Regions from separate parts of the Hordeum vulgare genome. Here region 2 is linked to region 1. The links are chromatin contacts, called in public Hi-C maps. All regions are on one chromosome and are shown on one strand. The core of a region is the stretch at or near the end of the contact, and the rest is flanking DNA. Distances in the headings are between cores, read along the strand shown. Region 1 holds the start of LOC123450997 (endo-1,4-beta-xylanase 1-like). Region 2 holds the start of LOC123447050 (CSC1-like protein RXW8).

Region 1 (6,012 bases), core at 2,485-4,984:
ACTATGGTTGTTAATGTACTGCGTAATGCTTTCTCAAATTTCCATGTGGTGCCTATAGTGTTTGTGTTGGTAACCTATTGTTTGAGTGTTGAGGTTACCCGTGTATGTGTTTTTGGTGAGTGGGGATAGGGGGTGTAGGCAACCAAACTATATACACAACATACGAGAAGAAAACATCGTTGATAAAATCATTGTACCAAGCAGCTTTTGAGGAGAAGTTAGAGTTGTTTCGGTCCTCATGGCTACGGGTAAGGTTGAGGTCGCCAACGATGGGTGCATTATCAACTACTTCGTTGAGGAAACCTTGTTTATCGAAATAAGCACCCATATGTTTAGAATTTTTTTACGGGAAATATTTTAATCCATTCATCAATTGTTATGGTAGTACAAAGAAAACCAGAAGTAATAGAAATTACATTCACACATGCACACCACCTAGCAACAACTACAATCACTAGAGCAATCTAAGGGTGCACCACCATCATCATCCCTCCTTCATCGGATCTGGACAAACTCTGTTGTAGTAGAGAGTTATGAAGTCATCGTGCAAATGTCATACAAAACCAGCACGTTAGAACAACAATCATCGTACATGAAGAGTCGCCTTTCTTCTTTTGCTTGATGTTCAGGATTAAAAGGCAAACATATCAATCTGGTTTAACATCTTGTTATATTACAAACACACCATAGAAATGCCATACCAATTGTATATTTGCATGTATATAGCATGGTCAAGTTGATGAACATGATAATTCCCACAAACACCCTTATTTCTTGGACATCGATCCGGGCATAGATTACCATATATGCTATAACCATTGCTTCGTAGAGTATCTAGGGCTTCTTCCCCGCCATATATATCGAGTTATCGATGGAACATGCGTGTGCATTGCTCACACATTGATGTTGAGCACCATGGGTGAGTCGTCCTTATCGACGGTGAACTCCTGCGTGATCTTGCAGCCGGTGGGCATGACCACATCGACGTGGTACGCTCCATGATGCCCGCGGAACTTGAACTCTCCGTTCTCGTCGGCCTGGCCGTGCGCGTGCGTGAGCCACTCCTTCTTCAGCTGCAGCAGCCGGCGTCCGGCCTCGTTGATGTCCCCCTCGGCGTTGACAAGGTGCGCCGAGTCTCGGCTCATGAAGAGCTCCCAGAACCCCCAGAGCATGACGCCCTCCACCGCCGGGTGCGCGTACGCCTCCCGCAGCATCACCTCCAGGTCGTCGGCGCGCACGTACTCGTTCTCCGCCGATACGTCTAGCTCCGTGAACCAGAGCGGCAGGCCTAACACGGCGAGCCTGTCCAGCACATTGCGGATCACTGGACCCACAGGGTTGCTCACGTGGCCCTGCAGCCCAACGCCGCTCACCGGCGCGCCCTGCTCCTGCAGCCCGATGATCTGCTCGATGTACGCCTCGGGCGTGGCACGGATGTCGCACATGCCCTCCACATTGTAGTCGTTGACGAAGAGCAGCGCGTCGGGGTCGAGCTCGCTCGCCGTCTTGAACATGGTGGCGCGGATGTCCTTGCCGAGCTTGTCCTGGTAGAAGGAGCCGTGCAGCATCTCGTTGTTGACGTCGTAGTGCCGGAACTTGCCCTTGTACCGGGTGAGCAGCCCGTCGATCCTGCTCTTGACGGCGGCGGACAGGTCATCGGTGGAGAGCGTCTTGACCCACTGTTGCACCATGTTGTCCACCTCCCAGAAGATACAGTGGCCACGCACGCACATGCCATTATCAGAGCAGAGCTTGAGGAGGTCATCGGCGTCGGCGTAGCTGACCTGCCCCCTCTGCGGCTCCGTCCAGTACCACTTGAGCTCGTTCCCGAACACGGCCCAGTTGAAGTGCTTGGTGAAGAAATCCACGAAGTCCTCGTTGTCCATGTTGGTGCGCATGATGCACGCGCCCAGCGGGAAGCTGTTGGACACCTGGCGCACGCGCACCTCCACGCACTCCGCCGCCTGGAGCACGGCTCCGTCTGCCGCCGTCAGCTTCACCACCACGTCACGCTTGCGCACCTTGTCGGTGAGCTTCCTGAGGTGCTTGACCCGGGCCTTCCGGTCCACGGGGAAAATCTGGAAGCCGGCGACCATGAGGTCCAGGCCTGCGTCGGGGCCCTGGACGTACACCATGACGCGCGACGCCGGCTTGGCCTCCACGCGGAACGAGCCACCGATCTCGTACCACCGCTCGTCGCGCGCCAGGACCTGCCCGCCGTTGACCCACTGGCTGTCGACTGCGACGGCGATGTTGATGTTCTGCGCGCCGCTCATCTGGCCGGCGACACGGACCCAGGCCGAGACCTGGTACGTGGCGTGGAGCGTGAGCTTGTCGGTGATGATCTGTGCGGGGCCCATCCACGTCTGCGTGCGGTTGGTGACATGGATGTGCTTGCCGTTGAGCGGTTCATCGTCCAGTGCCAGAGACTCCTGCGCCATGGGAGGGAGCACGCGCGGCGAGCCGTCACGGACGGCGAGCGCGCACGGCCCGAGTGGGAACCAGCAGTTGAGGCCGTCGTCGAGGTTGCTGTTCTCGATGATGTTGGCACCATACTCAAGATTCTGTTAAAAAAACAAGGATCAAAACAACTTCCTTTTACTACAACAAGCTTTGTCCGGTTTTTATGTGGAAGAGGCGATGATGACGACGGATCTTTGGCTTTCTGCAATGTTTGTAGTTATCGTGAGATGATCTATGAATTTAGATATTTGTCGAGCGGATATTTGCACTGCATGATGATTTTTGGTATGCATGGTTGATCAGTTCATCGATGTTGTCAATGCTTCTAGTAAAAATGTACAAAGAGTTACGTACCGTGCATGCAAAGCGGGCGTGACGCATGGTATTGAGAAAGAACTTGTGTAACAGTAACGTGGCGGTTTAGCTACAATTTCTTGTGTGACTAAAGCGTGAAAGCTTTATCTGATGGAGCGGATACTGAACTCCGGTGCTCATCACGGACCAACTTGAGAGATAACGGAATGGCGTTCACCTGGAAGTCCGGCGGCGAGCACGGCGGTGCCTTCTGGGCGTGCTTGACCAGCAGGCAGTCGAGGAGCAGGTCGACGCCGGCCTTGGGCCCTTCGATGTAGATGGTGGCCTTGGCCACGGTGCTGTTGAGCAAAAACTTCCCCTGCAGCTGCGCCCAGTCCTTGTCCGACGCCTGCAACCTGCGCCACACGCACGAACGGCCGGCATGCATGAGACCAAAGGCACGCGCTTCGCCGGCAATGTCGATCACCGTGATCCGGCATGCAGTGAAAATTACGTACTTGCCGACGGAGATGTACTGCTGCCTGCCGTCGGCGGTCTGCACGGCGAGCGTGGCGCGGACCTCGCACGGCGAGACGCTGCTGGCCCCGGAGAGGCGCACGGTGGCGGCGACCTCGTAGGCCGTCTTGCGCTGCAGCCGCGCCGTCACGTCCTGCATGACGCCGTTCCACGTGTCGGTCCTCCCCGTGGCCGCCACGAAGTACTTGCCGGTCGCCGGGAGCACCTTGCCGTCGTCGAGCGAGTCGTGCAGCTCGATCTTGCACCCGCTGCCGGACCAGCCGTCCAGCCCGCTGTCGAACTCCGGGTTCAGGATGACGTTGTCGTCGTCGCCGACACGGCCCTCGTTGTTGTTGCCACCCATCGCCATTGCTGGTCCAGTCGAAGCTACTGGTGATGTCGATAACCGGTGGCTAGCTGGTTAATCTGAGCTGTGAGGCTAATGTCGATAACCGGTGCCTATATATGCCGACGACCGATCGCAGGCTCGGAGCCAGACAGAGAGTGGCCAACGAACCATTCCAAGCAAGTAATCTGCCTGGGATTGCAATGCAAGCTACACAAGAATTTCTTCCGCGCCGTTTAACAAGATGGTTGCTTGATCTGCAAACCGTAACGATCACTTGATCTGCAACTGGATCACGGGTTAATCTCCACAGACCGCATATATGCATGCCTTGGAGCGGATGGTTGCTTCAGCTTAGGAGTTGAATTATCGGAGACAATTCAATCTGATTCTGAATGATCGTAATCCATTCTTGCACTGCAATATAAGGCTCTCTCTCTCTCTCTCTCTCTCTCTGTGTCTAGGGAGATGGATGGATGGATGCCAGTAGGAGGGAGGAGTCTGGATGAGCATGGCGGGAGGCGTTGGAGTGAAGGGGAGGGCGACGACCTCTCCTAAACACCGGAGCTAGTGGTGCGCAGGAGATTTTGTGTGAGCCAATCGGGGTCGACAGCGGGAGGGCTACGGCAAGCAGGGGATGGAGCCGCTTTTGCATGCTCAGGGTATACGATGAGAAGTGGCTGGACCGGCGGCTGGTCTGTCACCGTCGGCCAAAATATGGGCACGTTAAGGTAGTAGCCGGAGTGCGGGACTCCTGTTGGCTTGCTTGTGGTGTGTCTTGTTTCGGCCAAAATATGGGCACGTTAGACAATTCCTTCTTTTTTCAGTTATGTGGTGTGTCTTGTTTCGGCCTGCGAATTTTGAATAACCTCAGTTCTGGGTCACTCAATTTCTTGGTGCGCTCAAGCCCATTAGCTCTGCAACTGCGCGAGCACTATCCCGCTCACCTGATGACCAACCCTTCCCTCTCTTCGTCTGTTTTTTTCCTTTGTTTTCATCTGTTTTTTCTTTTTCTTTCTTTTCATTAGCTCTGCAACTGCGTGAGCTCTAGCTCATCTGATGGGAAAATCCTATTTGAAGCTTAATGTGAAAAATGTCTGAGGCAGTAGGTTTTGGGAACATTTTAGACTTCCATAGACGATTTTTTCCGGTTTGGGGAACTTTCTAGAAGATTTCCTAAACCAGTTTTACTTTTTTTCTCGTTTTTTTCTTTATTTATTTTTGTTTCTTTTTTTCTGTTTCTATTTCAAAAATGTTCTGGATTTTCAGAAACTGTTTCGCAATTCTGAAAAATGTTCCGAAATTTGAAACAATGTTCTGGACTTTTAAAAAAATGTCCTCGAATATTTTAAAAATGTTTAGGATTTTTCATAAAAATGTTCCGGAATTTGAAAAAATGTTCTGGAATATTTATAAAAATGTTTCAGATTTCAAAACAATGTTACAAAATTTGAAAAAAAGTTAAAGAATTTAAAAAGTATTCCGGAATTTGAAAAAATAGAAAAACAAATTATTAGATTTTTTTGAAACAAAAAATAAGCTCGGCCGGGCAAGTTGGGTGCGAGGCAAAGATGAGCTGGCCCAGTAGGGGCGCCACCCCTGTGCGGCGCACTATTACTTGCCGCGGCGAATAGGAGGTCCCCATCTGATGACCCACCTTCCCTCTCTTCGTTTATTTATTTTTCTTTTTTCATGTGTTTTTTCTTTTTCTTTCTTTTCATTAGTAGATTTTTTTATTGGTGTACCTGGGAACTGGGATGTAGAGTGAGTAAATGTATGCACACTAATACTATACAATATGTGTGAAAATTACAATATTATATGATTATTATTTGTATACTAGAAATAGTAAAAAAGTTTAGTGTGCAAGTTTTTATTTCAGAGAATCTTTCTTTTAAAAGGGTAATACCGAAGTCACTTATTAATTCTTTCTTATAAAGCCTCATTAATATGCTTTTTTTCTTTTATTTCATTGTTTTCTTTCTTAAAGGTAATATCAATGACATTAATTCATTCCTTCTTCAAAAACTACCTTTTTTAAAAAAACCATTACTATATGCTTATGCTTACAGTATAAAAATTCGAAATTTATGTGTAAGTTTTATTACTCCTTGTTTATTAATTTTTTTTTTTCTTAAAGGGTAATACCAATTTCACTAATTCATTCTTTCATAGAAAATTTATTATTCTGAATTTATTTAGTTTTGATTTTCTTTCTTCTCTAATGGTAATACCAATACCGGTAATCCAGTTTTGCTGGAAAACTTCAATATTTTATTGTTTTTAAGTTTTTATTCATTTGCTTTCTTCTCTAAGGGTAATACTAATGTAACTATTATATGATTATTTTCGTATACTACAAAAAGCGTAAAGTTGTGTGTGCAATTTGTAAC
Region 2 (6,022 bases), core at 222-2,721, 670 kb before region 1:
TAGACAGAGTCGACCTACGCCTCCCAAAACTGCTCCTGCCGCTCCTCCAACACCATGTCCATGTAACAGGCACGTGCCCCGCTGATGGTCACGGTGCAATGCACTGGCGAGGGTGGCATGAAGGAAAAGGAGGGTGGCACACCTGCTCATTGTTGGCCGCGTCCTCCATTAGGATGTCGTCGTCCTCTGGTAGCCTGTCGACCAACCGACCAAAGGCAATAGTAGCCATCTCCTTCTTCTGGTCCGTCATCCGCCCATCCCAAAGAGCTTTGGAGCGCGAGGAAGCCATGGTGGGAGTAGCGCAGAGAGGTGAAAGGATCGGAGACGGATGGTCGTGGCTATGATCGAGGAAGCAACTTATAGTGGCAGAGGGACGGATGGGTGATGCCAGCATAGTCGTCTGGGCAGCCGTGCGGCATTAATGTGGACGTCAGACGTACAGACGGGTGTCCATCGTGTCGTTTGAACGTGGAACAGTCGCCTGCACCAGGAAGCGCGCCGCTTCAATGCCCACGTCAGTGAGAAGTCGCATCTGCTTTGACCAGGCATGAATGCGACACATATATATTGGAGCGACTCTAACTTTTTCGAACGGGAAGTGCACGGGCAAGGGAAGGGGTTTTGATGGATCAAGGCGGTCAGACGCGGGTTTGAAAACGATCCGATCCGTGCAAAGCCTACGTTTATCTACAATTTAGAAGGAAAACACGTTCGGACAGTCCCATGGATCGATACAGAGTTTAATTAGAGCAACTCTAGCAAACCCCGCGTTCGTCTGGCCGGCAAAACGTGTTTGCAGTTCGTGTAAAACAACTTTTGCGGGCTGGCCTGGGCTGGGACAGATGCAGACCCCCCAAACGGACCCGTAAAAGAGCATATTCGCGGAATATGCTTTGGTGGGGGAAAGCGCGGGCTGAAATATCCCCCCACCAACCGCTTTCGCTCATATGCGGGGCACCGCAACGACGAGGTGGAAACCCGTGAATACGCGTGTTGGGACCGAGATTTTGCTGTGCCCCGCAAAATATTTGCGGGCCGGGACGAGATGCGGGGTTTGATCGGGCAGATTTTCCCGCTCCGACCTCCATTTTAGCGGTTATTTTCCGGATCGGGGCGGGATGCGGGGTCTACTAGAGTTGCTCTTACACAACACGTCCGAACCGCACGCCAAACAACATATGACATTCAGGTGGTGTTTCTTTAGGGGGACTAGACTTAAAAAAAAGTCTATTTTAGTCCCTAGGTAAACGAGGGACTTTTCTTAAAGGCCTAAAAAAAATTTACTGAAGGGATTTTTTTTCTTTAGTACGTAAGATTAAAAAAAGTAGTCCTCGAAAAGAAACACCATCCTGCGTGCCTGCGGCAACGGTTGAGAAGCCAACCGCATCCCCCACCTCGTTCGTACCCTCCCCACTTTCCCCGGTAAGAAATTTCGCTCTCGTGTCTTTGACTCCCCCGCTTTACCAGTCGCCACACAGTCGTCGTGCGCTCGGGTCGCTTTCCCTTTCCCTTTCCCTTTCCCCCGTCCGCCGCCTCCACCCACAGAAATCCTCCCCGTCGAAGCTTCCACCTCGGAGCCCACCAAATCCTCCCACCACCGCCAACAACAACTGCTCTGCCTTGCTACATACATAACCCGCTCATCGCCCCCCAATCCCCATCCCCGTCCGTCCACCAGCACCCCAGCCCGGCCAACCTCCGCCGCCGCGTCCCCGCCCCATTTCTCCCCCGTTCCGCCGCCGCCGCCGCACGCGGTCGACCGCGCAGGCCTGACTGACAGGTGAGCAATGCTCTTCGCGTGGTCATTACAAGTCGGAGCCTGGCAGGCGGATTTGGCGCGGCCTGCCAGTCTTGGTAACATCTTGCGTGGCGATCTGGCGGGGGACCGCGGCGGGGTGCAGCTCCCGGTGTTTCGGTTTTGGTTCGGTGCCCCGTTTTGGATTGGATTGGGCGAGGTGTTCCTTAATTTGGCGGGTTAGGTGATTTGGCTATTCTAATCTTAACCTATTCTGTATGTATGTTGAGTCATTATTAAGTATAGGAGTAGACGCCATGGGCTCTCCCTCCCAGTCGATGGACTGGCTGTTTCAGTGAAAAGAAGAGGAGAGAGCACCTGGATTGGGGTGGTAATCTATTATTAGGATGCCACATTTCGTCGGCCGGTGGAACGCCTGAACCTAACCTATGTGCTATGTTCAGTAAAGCAGATGCTGTGGACACTTCTAGTTGATCAACCCTTTGTTATGTTCCAAGTCAAAAGATGGAAAATAAAACCGCCCTTTTGAAATTTGTAGCCTAGGGGATTGGCTATTCTAATCTTGGCCTGCGACGTTTGCTGATGGATTGGGTTTCTGAACCTGATCTGTATGTTGAGTGAACTAGACGCCGTGGACTCTCCCGGTCGATAAATTGGTTACTTCAGTCGACAGAAGAAGAAGAAGAAAAGAACCGGATTTGGCTGATATTCTAATATTAGGGCGCCACGTTGCGGGCAGATGAGATGGGATGCCTCAACCTATGTGTTCAGCAAAGCAGATGCTATGGACGCTTCTAGTCGATGAACTGTTTGGCTTTTGAAGCTGAACAAACCGTATGAGTTCTGAAGTGTTTAAGGGCCTGTCCAAGTGTTTAAACATTTCTCTGTCTGTGAAGTGAAATTGCTTAGTTCACCGTGACTCGTTGACGATGACCAGATTTCTTTATCCGTTAGATTCTTCATGTCTCCATAGGATCTGTCAGATATATATTCTCTTTTTAAAAGTTTGTCAGATATATATTCCATTCTGTACTCTTTTACACTACAGTCAACCTCTTGTATCTGATATTCGCGGGCTTTGTTTTAATCAAGCACTTCATTTCCTGTAGTTATATATAGAAAATAGAGGTGAGATCTGCATCATGCATGCAAGAAAAGGGTGATGATGCTTGCATAGTTACAATGCAGTAACACAAATACGGCAGAACACAGCTTGGGCTAAATGCACACACATAAACAACTTATATAGCTTTAAGACTTTAACTAAACGGCATAATCTGCAGGGCCACCTAAGCTTTCTTCAATACCTAGTTTTGGGTGAGTATCCATCATATGTTTGGCCAGTTTTCTTTCCGTCTTGTGTACTCAACCTTGATAGTTAGTTTGTATAAGCATATGTACAAATAATTAGGGGCTTCTTTGTATCCACAATAATTATTCGGATAACTACTTGAGAAAATATATAATACTTTGAAATTTAAATCCCACCGCATCTAGACCCGTTTCAAATCTAAATTTCACACTGAAATCCCCCCAATCTACCTAGCAGTCACTTGTCATTACAGGCTCCTACAGTCGCCTTTGCACCCCTAAACTCTTGTCTCGTATTTGTGTGACCCCTACTGTTCACCATCTGTGGCAGGCTAATATTTTCCCAATAAAGAAAGAGGCTTGTCACGAGCCATATTCGTTGGGCTTGATTTGAGTTTGGGTCTGAACTATATTTTCTCTACTACAAATCTTTCCCTGTCTAATGCCAGTTATTTTGCTCCAAAATTTGTTACTCTTGTTTGAATATTGCACGTCCTTAGCAATTGATGCTTCTACTATTCAGTTAGCACCACTTCATCTTCTTCTCTATTGGGATGCTCGCTTTAAGTCAATCACGTGGGTTTGATTTTCCAGTCTTTGTAAAATTGATCTGTTTGACAAGAAAATGCTTCTGCTATTCAGTTAGCATTGCCTCATCTTCTTCTCTATTGGGCTGCTCGCTTTAAGTCAATCACGTGGGTTTGATTTCTCAGTCTTTGTAAATTTGATCTGTTTGACAAGAAAATAAAACAGGAAAGTTCATTATTAATCTGTAATATTTGCTTCATTTTCGAGAGGGTTTCCTGTTAGTCCTATTCTTCTTTATCTTCAACAAATGCAATGGAATTGGCCAGCATGTGACTGTTTGTAGGTGGTGCATACTCATGTTTTAGTTTCTTTTGTGCACATTGGAAGAATGTGAATGCAGAATTAATTCAAGATAATGTCTGTAAATCTTCTATATATGTTGTATGAAATTTCATAACCCAATTTTTCCCTACAGGCACCAACAGAGCTATGAAGTATTTTGAATTCAGATGACATAAGGAGTATTGAGTCTTATATATTTGTTTAGAAAGAGATGAAAGTTGGTGCTCTTCTGACCTCTGCTGGAATCAACATTGGTCTCTGTATACTTTTCCTGTCATTCTATTCCATTCTGAGAAAGCAGCCACAAAATGTTAAGGTCTATTTTGGGAGAAGGATTGCTGAGCAGCATAAGCGGCTCCGAGGGGCTTTTATTTTGGAGAGATTTGTTCCGTCCCCTAGCTGGATTGTGAGAAGTCTGCAATGCACGGAGGATGAGATCCTATCTACTGCTGGTTTGGATGCAGTTGTTTTCAATAGAGTTCTAGTATTTAGGTGCATACATTTTTTTACCTTTGCTTTCTTTGTCTCTCCAATATTTACTGTTTGATGTTTATGAGAGATATCTTTTGAGTTGTGCAAGGTCCACTTTTGAAAATAGCAACATGCTGATGTGATTTTTTAGGCTATATTGCTTTCACTTTAATCATTGATATGTGAGTGACATGATTTTCCTTCTTCAAACTAGAAAATTCTGAACATTTTAATATGAAAATCCAATAAGAAAATCGAATTAACTTTGTATAATTGCAGAAAAATAGGAATGTGATCTGATATCTTAATGTAGAGATGAATAGAAACAACAAACTTAATAAACTTAAGCACCTCCTAGATCAAAATGAAACCGGTAGACTAAACTAATCAAATGGACAATTTGAGGGATGTTTGTTGCAGTTTAGTCCAATTTAATTACTTCTGTGTCCACAAGCATTATTTAATCGCCAGCATTCTTGGTAGATGTGGGTTTCTTCTGTTTACAGATGATGTAAACATCTGTATACTAAAAGGAAAGGAAATTATATTAGAAAACCTCTTTGCTCTGCTCCTGCTTATTGTATATCCTTCCACTTCATAGTTCGAACATCCAAATTCAGTTACCTGATGTATATTTTCCAACAGCATACGCATATTCTCCTTAGCTGCCATTCTTTGTTTATTTGGAGTTCTCCCCTTGAATTATTTTGGACAAGATATGCTTCATGAACAGCTTCCTTCAGCATCATTGGAGACATTTACAATAGGAAATATGCAAGAGAAATCAAAATGGTGAGCAATTGAACTTTTCTTATTTGGTTATGAGGAGGCTAATTTGTTTAGTTGAATATGCCATCTTATATGCTTCATTTTTTGTTTAGCTGATTTATTCCATGTTTCGGTGTTACCTTTGATCTAAGTTAATAGTTCTGCGTCTGTCGTATAAACTGGTCACGTAGTCATTTAAACAGATTTCTTCGGAACTTATAAGTACTCGTGGATTTTGTTTGGTCGTAACTGCAGGCTCTGGGTCCATTGTGTCGTGCTGTACATCATATCTGGTGTAGCTTGCTTTCTTCTATATATGGTACGCACCAGTAATTTGACCATTCAAAATTACTTAAATGTTCAATTACCTTAATCTTGAGAAACCTTATTTGTATTTATTTTTACATTGTTGCTTTAGGAGTACAAGCATATTGCTAGACTGAGGTTACTTCATCTTGTTCGAACAAAGACCAAAGCTAGCCACTTTACTGTCCTTGTTCGTGGGATACCAAGGTCAACTCATGAATCATTCAACAGCGCTGTCGAAAGTTTCTTTACGACGTACCATGCACCGAGTTACCTATCTCATCAAGTTGTTTATAAAGTTGGGAAACTTCAGAAGATAGTGGTAAGCAATATCTATAGTTACCTGATATTCTGTTTTGTGGAAATATAATGCTACCACAGTACCACTAGAGACTCCTGCTTAAATATTGTTGTACTTGAAGTCTTATCTCCGCACTATCCCGTAAAAATGAAATACTATTAAAATTGTTTCATAGCCACTGATAAACAAAAGCAGATCAGTCGCAGAGCACATGCACGAGCAACATTTTCATTGTCAGT

What was found. Hi-C and Micro-C count contacts between places; a contact is called where the count stands out from the background.
Region 2: a Hi-C map of leaf shows a contact between it and region 1, with 2.3 times the contacts expected there. The contact joins the promoter of LOC123447050 here to the promoter of LOC123450997 in region 1. A contact is called at or near these places in 2 of 6 Hi-C or Micro-C datasets (leaf and seedling).

Annotation. Positions count from the first base shown.
Region 1 is chr4H:6,778,680-6,784,691 of MorexV3_pseudomolecules_assembly, reverse strand. LOC123450997 (endo-1,4-beta-xylanase 1-like) reads right to left here and starts at 3,734. Exons shown (of 3, transcript XM_045128011.1): 1 at 3,276-3,734; 2 at 2,996-3,173; 3 at 694-2,564. The coding sequence starts at 3,643. The coding sequence ends at 894.
Region 2 is chr4H:7,447,991-7,454,012 of MorexV3_pseudomolecules_assembly, reverse strand. LOC123447050 (CSC1-like protein RXW8) reads left to right here and starts at 1,471. Exons shown (of 11, transcript XM_045123612.1): 1 at 1,471-1,780; 2 at 4,071-4,429; 3 at 5,054-5,200; 4 at 5,432-5,495; 5 at 5,595-5,804. The coding sequence starts at 4,149.